3 separate regions of the Rattus norvegicus genome follow, and all the other regions are linked to region 1. A link is a contact called in public Hi-C data. All regions are on one chromosome and are shown on one strand. The core of a region is the stretch at or near the end of the contact, and the rest is flanking DNA. Distances in the headings are between cores, read along the strand shown.

Region 1 (4,196 bases), core at 582-3,081:
CCAAAAGATAATGGTGCCTGGGACAAGTGCTGCCTTTACTAGTTTGCTTTAAGCAGATTTTGAACAGTGGGAAATGCACGTGCTATGCTGTTACATGAGATTTACACATTAGATGAAAACAGATTGCAGAGGTGAATCTCTAGGAGAAGAGAGAGTATTTTAATATGTACTATCAGCATTAAGCAAAAATACTTCTAGCATGCGCTCAGGACTGAGCTAGGGTATAGCTTTATGAAGAATTAATTTGAAAAATTGCCTTTACTTTAAAGATTGGGAACATACTCCAGACCCTGCTCATTTGAAAAATCGGAAAAATAGCTATAGAGCTATTATATAACAGTAAAGAACACAGTGGGGTCCCTTGGATAATTTTTGGTTTCGGTGTACATCAATAACTGCTTCCGAAGGCTACCGAAATTCCTAAGAATATGAAAACGTGTGTATGAGAGTAGACAGCTTCATCCACAAAATTGTCTTAGTCAGTAAGTATTTTAACACAGGCATAGCACTTCAGAGTTTAGGGTGAACCAAAGATGTACTTTAGAGTGGTTTTTTTGTTTTTTTTGTTTTTGTTTTTGTTTTTTTTTATGTCAAGCGAAAACAACTTCTGCAAATGATTCTTTTCATGGCAAGATGCTAGAGTCAAAAACAAACGTGACATCTGGGGTAGGGGGAGCGTTAAAAGGAGGCTTCACAAGTAACATATGAAGGGAGTAGAGAGAATAGGATTTTAAAGCAGAAAACACAAGGAGAGGAAGAGATCACGGTTTCGTCTTTTTCTCTCCTCCCTCCACTTTCTAGCCTCACCAATCTGTTAGCCCCCCTCAAATTCAGAGGCGGGTTCAGCAAGACCAGGCTGCAGGAAACCCAGGTTTCGCTGCACTGCCACCCTGGCTCCGTGATGTAATTGTTATTTATTGAGACTCTGAACCCAGCAGAGCTGCTTAAAGAAGTGCCAGCCCATCTTCTAGTCCTGTTGGGTCAGATCCTTCCTGGGGGTGGTGCAGATTGGCGGGCAGACCCTACTGGAGACTTCGCAGTGACAAAGCAGCAGAAGATAAACCAGGTTCCTGGGTCCTGCGTCCGTCTAGGGAGCTGAGCTGTGCACTCCTCAGGTCTCCTTCCCAGTTTTCCGCTTGCAATCATGCCATATTTATTACTGGGTCCTACTAGGTGCTGAGGATGGGGTCAAAATGACCTAGAGTTATAGCGCCGTGGCTTCCGGAATTTAAGCGGGACACAGATTTCAAGGAGGTGGAAAATTGAGGGTGGGTAAAGGGCTCCAAGAGAACGCGTATTTGTGGGTTGAAACGGGAGAAAGGGAGACATTTAAGGTGCCAGCCCTTAGGTGGGGAACCTGGGGTAGGGTTAAGGCGCCCCGACTCCCCTTTGGTGCCCCCAGCGTTTGCCCCCGCAAGGGTGACATGGGCTATCGCCTGGCCCCTAGCGGGGAATCTGTCCAGGCGGCTGGCTGGACGCGGCTGGGAAGCCAGGGCGCCGGCTCGGGGAGCAAAGCACCCCCCTTCTCCGGTTCAACCGCGTCCTCCCTCTGCCTTCAAGGCCGCTCAGACCCGGACCCCCACCCGGAGCACCGGCGAGAAGGCCTGCAGACGCCGGGTGGGCTCCCGGGCTCCGGCAAGCCGCCGGGTGCGCGCTCCGCCCGGGTGACAATGGGAGGGAGGGGCAGAAAAGGGTTAAGAAACTTGGCTGAAGAGCTGAATGGCGTGGAGCAGCGAGGGGAGGGACCCGGCCGCCGCGAAGTCGGCGGCGGAGGGAGGAGCGCGGCTGCGGCGGGCGGGCGGCGAGCGAGGCGCTCAAAGTCAGCCTCGCAGACATTGCAGCAGAGCCCCGAACTCGGGAGGCGACGGCGACCGCGGCGCAGGCGGAGGACGAGCCGGCCCCAGCCCGCCGGTGCGCAGCGCCCGTGGCCTCGCGCGGCCGCAGGGCACGGCTAACCTGGGAAGGAGGGAGCGACGCGGATCGGCGGCCCGGAGCCGCGGCGGCCTCGGTGAGTGGCGATCGCGGCCCGGGCTCCGTGCGGAGCTCGCTGAGCGGACGCCGAGCCGCCCGGGCACGGCCTGGGTGCGCGGCCCGTGGAGGCGGCGGAGGCCGGGGGAGGCCCGCGGGGGGCTCCAGGGACACGGATCCCGGGGACAGCGCGCCGCCGCGCCCCTCTCCGGCTCTCCCCGGGAACTCGCGGGCCCGGCCGGCGCAGCCGCCAAGTTGTGGAGTTCCCAGCCGCGGGCTCGTCCGTGCCAGCCTTGGCGCGAGGGGCGCAGCCGCCCTGGGTGTAATGCGCCGGGACCCACGCGGGTGGCCGGATCGCGGGGCCCGGGTCGAGCTCGCCCGCCCGCCCGGCTGCCCCCGTTGGCCCCGAGCCCCGGGCGCTGGCTGCAGCCCCGCTCGGTCCTGCCGCCCAGCGGTGCTCGCGGTGGCGCCCGCGCAGCTCCCCGCCTATCGCCGGTTTCTCCCTTGCGCGGTGCTCGCCGATTCCCGGCCGGGAAAAGTGACTCGGAGAAGGGACAGCGCTGAGCCCCAGGCCCGGCCTGCTGGGCACGAGCTCCCCGCCTGCCGAGGAGGGCGAGGCCCCTTGCACCCGAGGCCTCAGCCCAGTTCCCCCAGCATCCGAGAGGGGTTCACTCGGGTGAGCCTGGTGAAGTCCTGAGAGACTGCTCTTCTCTCTGGTGCCACTGTCCTCCTTACTACTATTGTTGCTAGAAGAAACCCTCTTCCGCGGAAACATTCCCCTAGACCCTCCCATCCTTCCCAAAGTAGTTTCCAAATTTTAATCAGGAGTTGATATTCAGACGGAAGGAACAAAGGAATCCACTGTGTTTAAAAGGCGGACAGGCAGTGAGTCTGACACATGTTGATCTCTGAGGCATTCCACGAGTTTCTACCTTCCATCATGTCAGAAATTTAATTGGATTCTGGCGGTCGCAAACGAAGTATGAAACGTTAGGTAATTTTACGTTAAAATACTTTACTTTTTTAAATTAATGGATCATTTTAGTTAGAGGGAAGTCCGGACATTGTTAGGTGCAAGAACTTTTAACTCTTTTTTTTTTGATGGCACCAGGCTGGAGTTTGTCTGCTCTTGTAACTGATTGTGACACTGAGCGAAAACAGTGTTTTTAGAGAAAGAGAGACAGTCTAAAAGTAAAACAAGATTGGAGTGTCTGTGTGTCTGTCTGTCTGTGTGTATGCTTAAACGATGTGTAGTCTATCTCTTGGGTTTTGTAAAGCAGGGACTTCGGTAATTCATTCTTTAGAGTTATGAATTACATTGAACCCGCTTATTAGTGAATCATGGGTTTAGCAAGTGGGCGGCATCTTCCAGATGCAATTATCCAGTGTTTAATCATCAGGTTGCCACCTTTGTCTAAGAGACGGAGTCGACTTTTTAAGCAAACGGTGGGTGCTTCACATGCATGGCCCCTAAGAGTGGCTGCAGCCTGGGAAAATGTTGAAATCTTCCCCTTCCAAGTGAGTTGCCCTGGTTTGGCCCAGCAGTTTGTCCATAGGGTTTAATTGATCCAACAGGAACTTTCTGTGTAGGACTTAGTAGAGACAAAGGAGAGTCAGTCATGCCGCAGGCAATACCTGCAAACTGGAGCCTCACCCCAGCCTGTTCTATACTGTACTGGGAAGACTCCACACTTAAAGTACAAGGAGCGAGAAGAAAATATCCTTAAAAAGTATACTTCAAAACTCTAAGGAGGGCTTCGGTTGCTGCTTATATACAGGTAGTTGAAAACCAGCTTTCATGCCTACGAGAAGACTTAGAAATCTGAGTTTCCAAACTTTGCAGAACTTGGATTTTTGTAATTGAGATACCTGAAAATAATTGTGGGTTAGCAATGGAGAAATGTTTGTGGATGAGGCCAGGGCTCCTCTGACTCCTCCAGTTTTAAGAGCAAAACGTTGTGATTAAAAAAATAACCTATACCACCACCTAGAGTCTGTTTGTTAGTTTATTGCTCTTGGAGTTTGCTTACATTGACGTGTCCCTCGTGGTTACTGTATAGTCAAAACAAGATTAAGGAATTCAGGCTTTTCAGAGGCCATCCAGGAGAACACTTATTTAAGTAATGCATAGCAAGTGCCAATTTAAATTATCCACGACACTTTCAGAACCGAAAATTATGACATATCAACTCAAGTGGGCCAGTCTCCGAAAGATACTAATTCAAAAG
Region 2 (4,196 bases), core at 1,023-3,522, 250 kb before region 1:
CAGTGTCAACGATAGCAATTTGTTGTATGGTTCTTGCTAAACTTGGGTTCTTTTATTCAACTCTTACTTGCTATTATTAACTCTCACATCATATATTTACAGCACCCAGTAATATGTGTGTGTGTGTGTGTGTGTGTGTGTGTGTGTGTGTGACAATGAATGCAGGTTAAAGAGGCTACATCACAGTTCAAGAGTTTCCAGAAGTGAGACGAGAAAGAGTCTGTAACGAACAGTGCCAGAGGCAGCTGCAGTCTGTACCTGCTGATGCCAGGGTTTGAGAACGAAGCTGCAGAGCTCAGCTGTGAGGTGCAAGGCCAAAGTGATTCCTGAGAGCAGTAAACAGCAGGTCCAGGTCCAGATGTTCTGACAAGTAGATGGGCCAGGGTTTGAGTTAGTCTCATCAATAATGAAGGACCAAGCCAAGCTAAAGCTCCAAGGACAGCTAGAGAATCCTCTGCAAAGTGATTCTTGACTCTCGTAATAGGTATTGGATGACAGGTTGATACACTGTCATCCCCTGCTTTAATTTTTTCCAATAAACTCATAAGATGGCTTTTTTTCTGCTCCCAAGAATAAGTCACTTAACGGTCTGTGCTAGATGGGTGTGTGTCTGATAGATGATATAGTTTCTGGGTCTACCCAGGACCTGCAGTCATCCTTCTTGCTCCAAATGATGGAGTCTCCTACAGTAAGGCGCAGCCTGTAAAACTGTTGTTATAAATTACAAAGTGTTTCGGTAGGTCACAGCCTGATAGCAACATATTTAACATAGCACATAGTATTGTACCATGTGGATATAGTTCTTGACACTTAGGCATTAAGCCTCCTTTTCAGATTCCAATTTCTGCTTATTCTGATGAGCTCTATATGTAGAATATGTGGGCAGATCAGATCCCATGTGGTTTGGACATATTCTGTCTACCATTTTCTGAAATCCATCCTGCTAGCAAGGATCCTGGGGGTCATTATCTAACATGCAATCCATTCCATGTCCGGGTAGCTACAGGCCACTGCTCCACTCTCTTCTGCCTTTGTTCAATTCTCAGTCCAAATTTAAGGCAATCCACTCACATTCTCCAGACTCTCAGGACTTATCCACTTTGCACCAGATCTGCCTTTCAAGAAATCACTCACTGACCTCTGTGGTTCAGAATTTATCGCAAGGAATTCTATTTTATTTGCTATTTAATTTTTAAAAAAAATTGGAAATAGAAACTACATGCAGGCTAGAGAGGACTAACTTGGGAATACCGTTGTCCTCTCAGAAATGACTAATTTCTACTCGAGGTGCTCTTACAGGGTTTTGGCAATATATTAGTAAATTTGAAAACATGTAAAAGAAAATGTGTTAGTGTTTCTTCAATCCAGGAACTACTGTAAAACTGTTCAGCAATCCAGTGCTTTCCTTTTTCACTCGCCTAGTTTCCCTTCAGATTAGAAAGCCAGAGGCAAAATGGGTTCAGTAATTTGCCCAGGATCTCATAACTAAGCTAGAGACACAGGAGGATTCTCCCAGCACACTAGTGACGCTTCCCAATTTCATAACGAGCCTCCCAAATTCTATGTGGACTCAGCAGGAAGCAAGAAGATGATTACCAACAAACCTCTCTTTGTCCTCTAAGTCACCAGTGTAAGGCTACAGTAAATTTGACCTCAGTGACTTCTCACCCCTGACCTTTAACCCAAGAAGCAGAGAATCCTTGTACATTATACTCTAAAGTCTGAACGTTTATCGCAACCGTTACTATTCTGGGACCAAGGAATGGGCTCAACCTGGGTAGTCAGATGGCACAGTCTGTGAACGGCCAACTCGCTGCCTTTCCCTCTGCACTAGTGTGCACAGGTGCAATGGTGCGGTGTGCCAAGAGTGTTCTTTCACTGCAGAGCAGAACAGATTTATTACTCCCTTCTGCAGAGCACCGTTTACATCTGGGCACACTTGAAACTTGCCTTGGCAAATTTTTAGTCATATTGGATTTGGGATTAAAACGATTAGGTCATGTTTGATTGTGTTCTCTGTGGTTAATGGCTCACTTGGGGAAATTAAAAACTTGAGACGGAGAAGCACATGGACTATGGCATTTCCCAGACCTTTGTGGCTAGAGTTTTTCTTTAAGTATCTTCACTGATATGTATCCTCAAAGCATAATGAAAACACGTATTCAAGATCTTATTCGCGTAATAAATCATTCTGCAACAGTCCTCTTGGTATGTTGATACGCGTTGGCAGTGGAGGGAAATATTGAGTTACGTGAAGCATTTCCTAGTGATGTGTGAACTATTCAGTGAAAACTCATGACTAAACAAATGCTCTACCTTGGCATCTAGGGGGTGGATTACCAGTGGGACTTTCTCTTGCTTGACTCCTTACCGCTGTATTCCACTGCTCCTACACCTTCATGGTTCCTTTCAATGATGAGTCTTCCTCCACACGTGAGAACTGAGCCAAACTTTTGTTGGAATGATCTCCTATATTCACATTCTATTTCTTAAAACAATTTTCAAATGTTTTTTATTTCTTTACCATTTTAACTGACTGCTTCAGCGTTTGCCTCAACTAAAACTGATCATTACTGGGTTACGCCTCCTTTATTCTCAACCAATGAATCCCCTCTTCCAGGCTTTCATAGTTTCACCACCCCGCCCTTCTCCTGGCAACACTGTCTGAGTACTGAAACAAATCAATCTATTCAAAGAGCACGTGTTACACTGCAGAATCCCCTGAAATGACCATCCGGTGTTTGCAACCAGGAACTTGATAAAAGAAACCCGTCACCCCAAGATTATTCTGTGTTTGAAACCTGTTGTCCTCAGAATTCGTAAGGACTCTGTTCCTGCCTTCTTGGGCTCTCCGTGGCACTTTGAACTTTTGTACCTCCATCCTCATTGACCATGTTTTTATTGCTCAGAACTCCATTGGCCTCCTTGTCTACTCTTAAACCCGTCTCTTGGCCTCAGCTCAGATTAAACGCCACCTCCTCTATTAGAGTTTGCCCCGACCATATAGCACTTCTTGGAGCTTTAATCTATGTCACACCCCAGGAACAAGTTATTCAGAGCTTTGTTAGTTATGATTTCATTTGTATCATGCTATCTCCCTGAATAACTCATAAGCCTTCTGAGAACCCCGACCATGAGTAACATACAGAACTTTACATTTATGGTTTTTTTTCACAATAAAAACATTTCTTTCTCTGATTAAGGGAATAACACTCGAAATGTATATAAGAAATACTCAAGTTAATAAAAAAAAACATTAGTGGCTGATTGATATTTACTGTTATCACTAATAAACATTTAGGATATGTACTCTAGGCATGCATACATGAATTATAGGGACACTTGATCTTTATGAATTGTAGTTCAGATGAAATCTGAGTACAAGGAGAATTTCCAATGGTATAGAAGACAAAAATTTAGTGAAAGTGAAAAGAAGAAAAAAATATATAGGCTAAAGAAACTATTATTTTTCCACCTACAATGCATGGAAAGAAATTGAAATGAAAAGGGTCTGAGGAAGACATTAATATTTTGATAGTGACAGAAGGATTTTATTTATAAAATAATGACAAATGTTGAAGAGAAAATACAGGCTTCCTAGCAACTAGACCAAAGATGAAGTAAAAGTATAATCATGTGGAAAATTTTTTTAATTTTTAAAAATAAGGAGTGATTTCATATGAAGCAGTGTGATAATTACATATAGGTAGATTGTTTGGTACTACATATCACATAGGTACTATGGCATCACATGTACTGTGACTTTAAATCTATATTTCTCTGCCAATTTTGCTGGCCCTTCCCCTGGATTTATGAGCACAAACACACAGCTATAAATCTGCCCGTTTTAGGTCATCAGCCTGTTTTACTGGGTCTATCTCTTTCAAAAAGTAAATAAAATATGTGCTGTTAATTTTTTAAACTGTTACCATGGAAATTTCAGCGGCAACATTACCAATGCCTTATGCTTTTTAATTAACGATCATTTGATTTTTTTACAAATACTTGCATGACCTCCTTAATATCATTTTAATTGACTTTGTTTAAATAGCTTTATTTCTAAAGTTGCAATCAATATGGTTTCTAAAAGAGAAAGCAGAACAAAAATATTGAATTTGAGCCATTTCACAAGATGTAATTCTGTTTAATCAAATTATTTATCAAGAAAAAATGAACTTTTAATCATACTATTCAAT
Region 3 (4,196 bases), core at 434-2,933, 150 kb before region 1:
ACTCAGAGGCCCGGAGCTGTTACCTGAGTGAATAACCAATCCATACCCAGCACAAAGGGACTCAAAAAGGAGTGTTTGGGGAGCGCTGTTAGTTTCAGCAAGCTCAATTAAAAAAATCCCAGAGGCTAAAGCTGGGAAGGAGGGAGAGAATGAAATTGGAAAGGAAGAAACATGGTCAGACAGAGCTAAACATCACTCTCAAGTAGCATTACCCATGCATTCCATTCCCACTTTGCTAAAGACCTAATAAGGAGAATGACCGGTCTGCTGAACCAGGTAGATCAGAAGGTTTCTGTTTGCCTTTGTGATCAAAGTCACAGAAGAGAGTCTTTATGAGTGCCTTGCTTTTGGCAGTTAGCTTAGTCATTGAACAGAGCTGGAAATTAAGGTGGGTAACAACTCCAAAGTCCAAGAGGGCTCTAAATTATACATTTGGATTTTCAGAATTAACCACATTGCTCATAACTGCCTTATCTTCTGGAAAAACTCTAAGTTCCTTTCAGGGTAAGGCTGTGTCTTCCAAGTCCTTAGCCCTTAAGAGAATAGATTATACTTTAATACTTAATCCTTTAATATATTAAATATAATACGATATATGAACACACACACACACACACACACACACACACACATGGTAAAGACAAGTTGGCCTAACTTGTGAACAGCTCTTCACCACCCAGTTGATCAAAGGTTTCAGGCATAAGAGAACTAAGGATTAGGCCTAATGTGTACTCTGGGACCAGTTGAATACTAAACAGGGCAGTCTTGCAATTACAGTTAAACTATAGCGGCTCCTAGATTTAACAGTGAGTCAGTCCTCTGGTTGCTACCATAGCAACGTGCTTTGTGGATTCATCAAATATTATTCTCAGTTTACAGAAAGAAAAAAAATGTTATGGAGCCAGACAGGTTAAGTCACTTCTCGAAGGTTCTAATGTGTCAGCGGGGAATGTAAGCCTGAAGCAACAGGCTTACCACACAGTTACCTGGGTCTGTGACCTCACACAGTTCCTCCCTGAGCCTGGACTTCAATTCTTAGCTAATGAATTTAGCTAATAAAGGCACACCTCTGGATGACAATGAATTGGGACAATTGGTATTTTTGTAAAAGAAGGAAATAGAAAAATCAAAGTAACTATGTATTCAGGACTAAGTAGGACCCGGTTTTTGTTTGTTTGTTTGTTTGTTTTGTTACTGGAAAGACTAAACATTTCCCTGCACTTTCACTTTAGGAATAAACTCAGACTGCAGCTTGGTTGGTAAACCTGAAACACATGTTATTTCCTCGTGTTTTTTTTTTAATCTAGCGCCTTTGAAATGATTATGTGGACTGTTGTTTCCACCTAGAAAATGGAATCAGACATTGATATAAAGGTTCACTTCTTGCATGGTAATCCTGAATAAATTGAGCTGCAGGGTTTCTGGTTCCGGCCTTACAGAAATCTTGGAACAGGACACAGAAGAGTTAACGTGAAGCCCAGACGGTTCCCTGCTGATCTGGTAATGAGAGAGAGCACCGGCTGAATGTCAATAGCTCCTGGTGAACTTGGGTAACCCAGCTGAGCCCTGAGCTTGCCAGAGCTGGAGGAGGTAATCAGCTTGACCCTTGTGACCTTCCTTCCCCAGGCTGTGCTCTGTCTTGCCTGGAGAAGCTTCTTTGCATATGATTCCCACATGCTGCTCGGTTGAAACCCTTTAAGGGAGAACTGGACCTGAGTCATCCTCAAGATGCAACCTAATATAAATTAGTCAGTTCTGACTATGGATTGCACAATACAGTAGGTGCTTAAAAAAAAAAAAAGAAAAGATGCAAACACATCCTGGAAACCATAGAAAGATTTCCAGCAACTGCTATGACATCTGCCCTCAGAGATTTAGTAAAACGTGGGTTATGTAAGAGTTCTGTCCTCCCTTTGCATATCCCTATGGAGTTATATTCTACTGATTGTGTTTACCTTTCCGATTTGGGTAACTTAACTCCCTTTTCATGGGTTGTTTATATATCGCTACTTTGATTGCAAACCAAGAGGTCATATCTGTGATATGTAGATTGAGAGGCTATTTCGAGCCATTTTTGGTGTGTTCCTAAACAACCATCCTTATTCATTTCAAAACCTGAAATTTGAACAATCACTTCAACTCCTGTCAGTCTCCACTTGCCTGAGCGTGCTGTTAATAAAAGAATGATAGTGTTCATAAACTGGGAAAAAGCATCCACATTCTTAACTGTATCACTTAGCCATACAGACAATTGATTTGTATAATGAACATTAACCATCACAGACTGCAACTTTATAAACAACTCCCATAACAATCGACAGAATTCAAATCCTGAAGACTCTTTATCTGTTACAAAAAAAAGGCAGTTGGCTCAGGCACCTAGGGGACATCATTGCCAGCTTTTTTTTTTTTACATGATAAAAACTAATGTTTATTACATGTTTAAGTGACTGATGCTGTTTTTATGTGATTTATTAAATTTTTTTAATTAACTTGAGTATTTCTTATATACATTTCGAGTGTTATTCCCTTTCCCGGTATCCGGGCAAACATCTCCCTCCCCCCTCCCCTTCCTTATGGGTGTTCCCCTCCCGATCCTCCCCCCATTGCCGCCCTCCCCCCACCAGTCTAGTTCACTGGGGGTTCAGTCTTAGCAGGACCCAGGGCTTCTCCTTCCACTGGTGCTCTTACTAGGATATTCATTGCTACCTATGAGGTCAGAGTCCAGGGTCATTCCATGTATAGTCTTAAGGTAGTGGCTTAGTCCCTGGAAGCTCTGGTTGCTTAGCATTGTTGTACATATGGGGTCTCGAGCCCCTTCAAGATCTTCCAGTTCTTTCTCTGATTCCTTCAACGGGGGTCCTATTCTCAGTTCAGTGGTTTGCTGCTGGCATTCGCCTCTGTATTTGCTGTATTCTGGCTGTGTCTCTCAGGAGCGATCTACATCCGGCTCCTATCCGTCTGCACTTCTTTGCTTCATCCATCTTGTCTAATTGGGTGGCTGTATATGTATGGGCCACATGTGGGGCAGGCTCTGAATGGGTGTTCCTTCAGTCTCTGTTTTAATCTTTGCCTCTCTCTTCCCTGCCAAGGGTATTCTTGTTCCCCTTTTAAAGAAGGAGTGAAGCATTCACATTTTGATCATCCGTCTTGAGTTTCATTTGTTCTAGGCATCTAGGGTAATTCAAGCATTTGGGCTAATAGCCACTTATCAATGAGTGCATACCATGTATGTCTTTCTGTGATTGGGTTAGCTCACTCAGGATGATGTTTTCCAGTTCCAACCATTTGCCTACGAATTTCATAAAGTCGTTGTTTTTGATAGCTGAGTAATATTCCATTGTGTAGATGTACCACATTTTCTGTATCCATTCCTCTGTTGAAGGGCATCTGGGTTCTTTCCAGCTTCTGGCTATTATAAATAAGGCTGCAATGAACATAGTGGAGCACGTGTCTTTTTTATATGTTGGGGCATCTTTTGGGTATATGCCCAAGAGAGGTATAGCTGGATCCTCAGGCAGTTCAATGTCCAATTTTCTGAGGATCCTCCAGACTGATTTCCAGAATGGTTATACCAGTTTGCAATCCCACCAACAATGGAGGAGTGTTCCTCTTTCTCCACATCCTCGCCAGCATCTGTTGTCCCCTGAGTTTTTGATCATAGCCATTCTCACTGGTGTGAGGTGAAATCTCAGCGTTGTTTTGATTTGCATTGCCAGCTTTAACTCAAAGACATCATTCTATCAAGGTGCCCCAAAGCCAATTCATCACCATGTCCATTTACTAAACACGAACAGTCCTTTAGTGCCGAGTAGTCCTGCAAGGCAACTAATTACATTTTCCTAGAAATTTTTGCATGCTGTATTTACTTATTGGAAAAGAATGTGGTAGTAATTTCTCCAAACAACTGTCTTCTTTGTCCAATGTACCAATACCGTGGCTACTTTGTGAGCTAAAAGGCAAGAAGGTCGAGCCTTATGGTAGGCTAAGGAAACAAGAGTGAAACGTTTGTGTGATCAAATACTGTAAAACAGGCTGTACTTTGTTCTTGGAACAAGCATGCATGGTTGGATAATGCAGAAGAGATAAGCATGTTATTCCTGATTCTCTGTTAAGTTGAACATTATACCCACAGTTTGGTCTGAAGGAAAACAACCCCGTTATGAACCCTACAAGAAGCTGAGGGGTGACTGAGG

Evidence for each region. Hi-C and Micro-C count contacts between places; a contact is called where the count stands out from the background.
Region 2: a Hi-C map of kidney shows a contact between it and region 1, with 9 times the contacts expected there. The contact joins the enhancer-like site here to the promoter of Nrip1 in region 1. A contact is called at or near these places in 2 of 12 Hi-C or Micro-C datasets (the Rat2 cell line and kidney).
Region 3: a contact with region 1 is called in a Hi-C map of hepatocytes, with 2.1 times the contacts expected there. The contact joins the enhancer-like site here to the promoter of Nrip1 in region 1. A contact is called at or near these places in 6 of 12 Hi-C or Micro-C datasets (the A7r5 cell line, Schwann cells, hepatocytes and 3 more).

The regions. Positions count from the first base shown.
Region 1 is chr11:28,464,047-28,468,242 of GRCr8, reverse strand. It overlaps Nrip1 (nuclear receptor interacting protein 1), which reads left to right and starts at 1,831. Exons shown (of 4, transcript NM_001100560.2): 1 at 1,831-2,008.
Region 2 is chr11:28,717,332-28,721,527 of GRCr8, reverse strand. No RefSeq gene overlaps it. Among named protein-coding and RNA genes, the nearest start is that of Nrip1, 250 kb to the right of the region's middle. Within about 2 kb of position 2,272, at least 5 of the 93 cell types and tissues checked have an H3K27ac peak or open chromatin away from gene starts, as enhancers often do. A contact at or near this core is called in kidney, where this site is marked.
Region 3 is chr11:28,611,253-28,615,448 of GRCr8, reverse strand. No RefSeq gene overlaps it. Among named protein-coding and RNA genes, the nearest start is that of Nrip1, 150 kb to the right of the region's middle. Within about 2 kb of position 1,683, at least 18 of the 93 cell types and tissues checked have an H3K27ac peak or open chromatin away from gene starts, as enhancers often do. A contact at or near this core is called in the A7r5 cell line and hepatocytes, where this site is marked.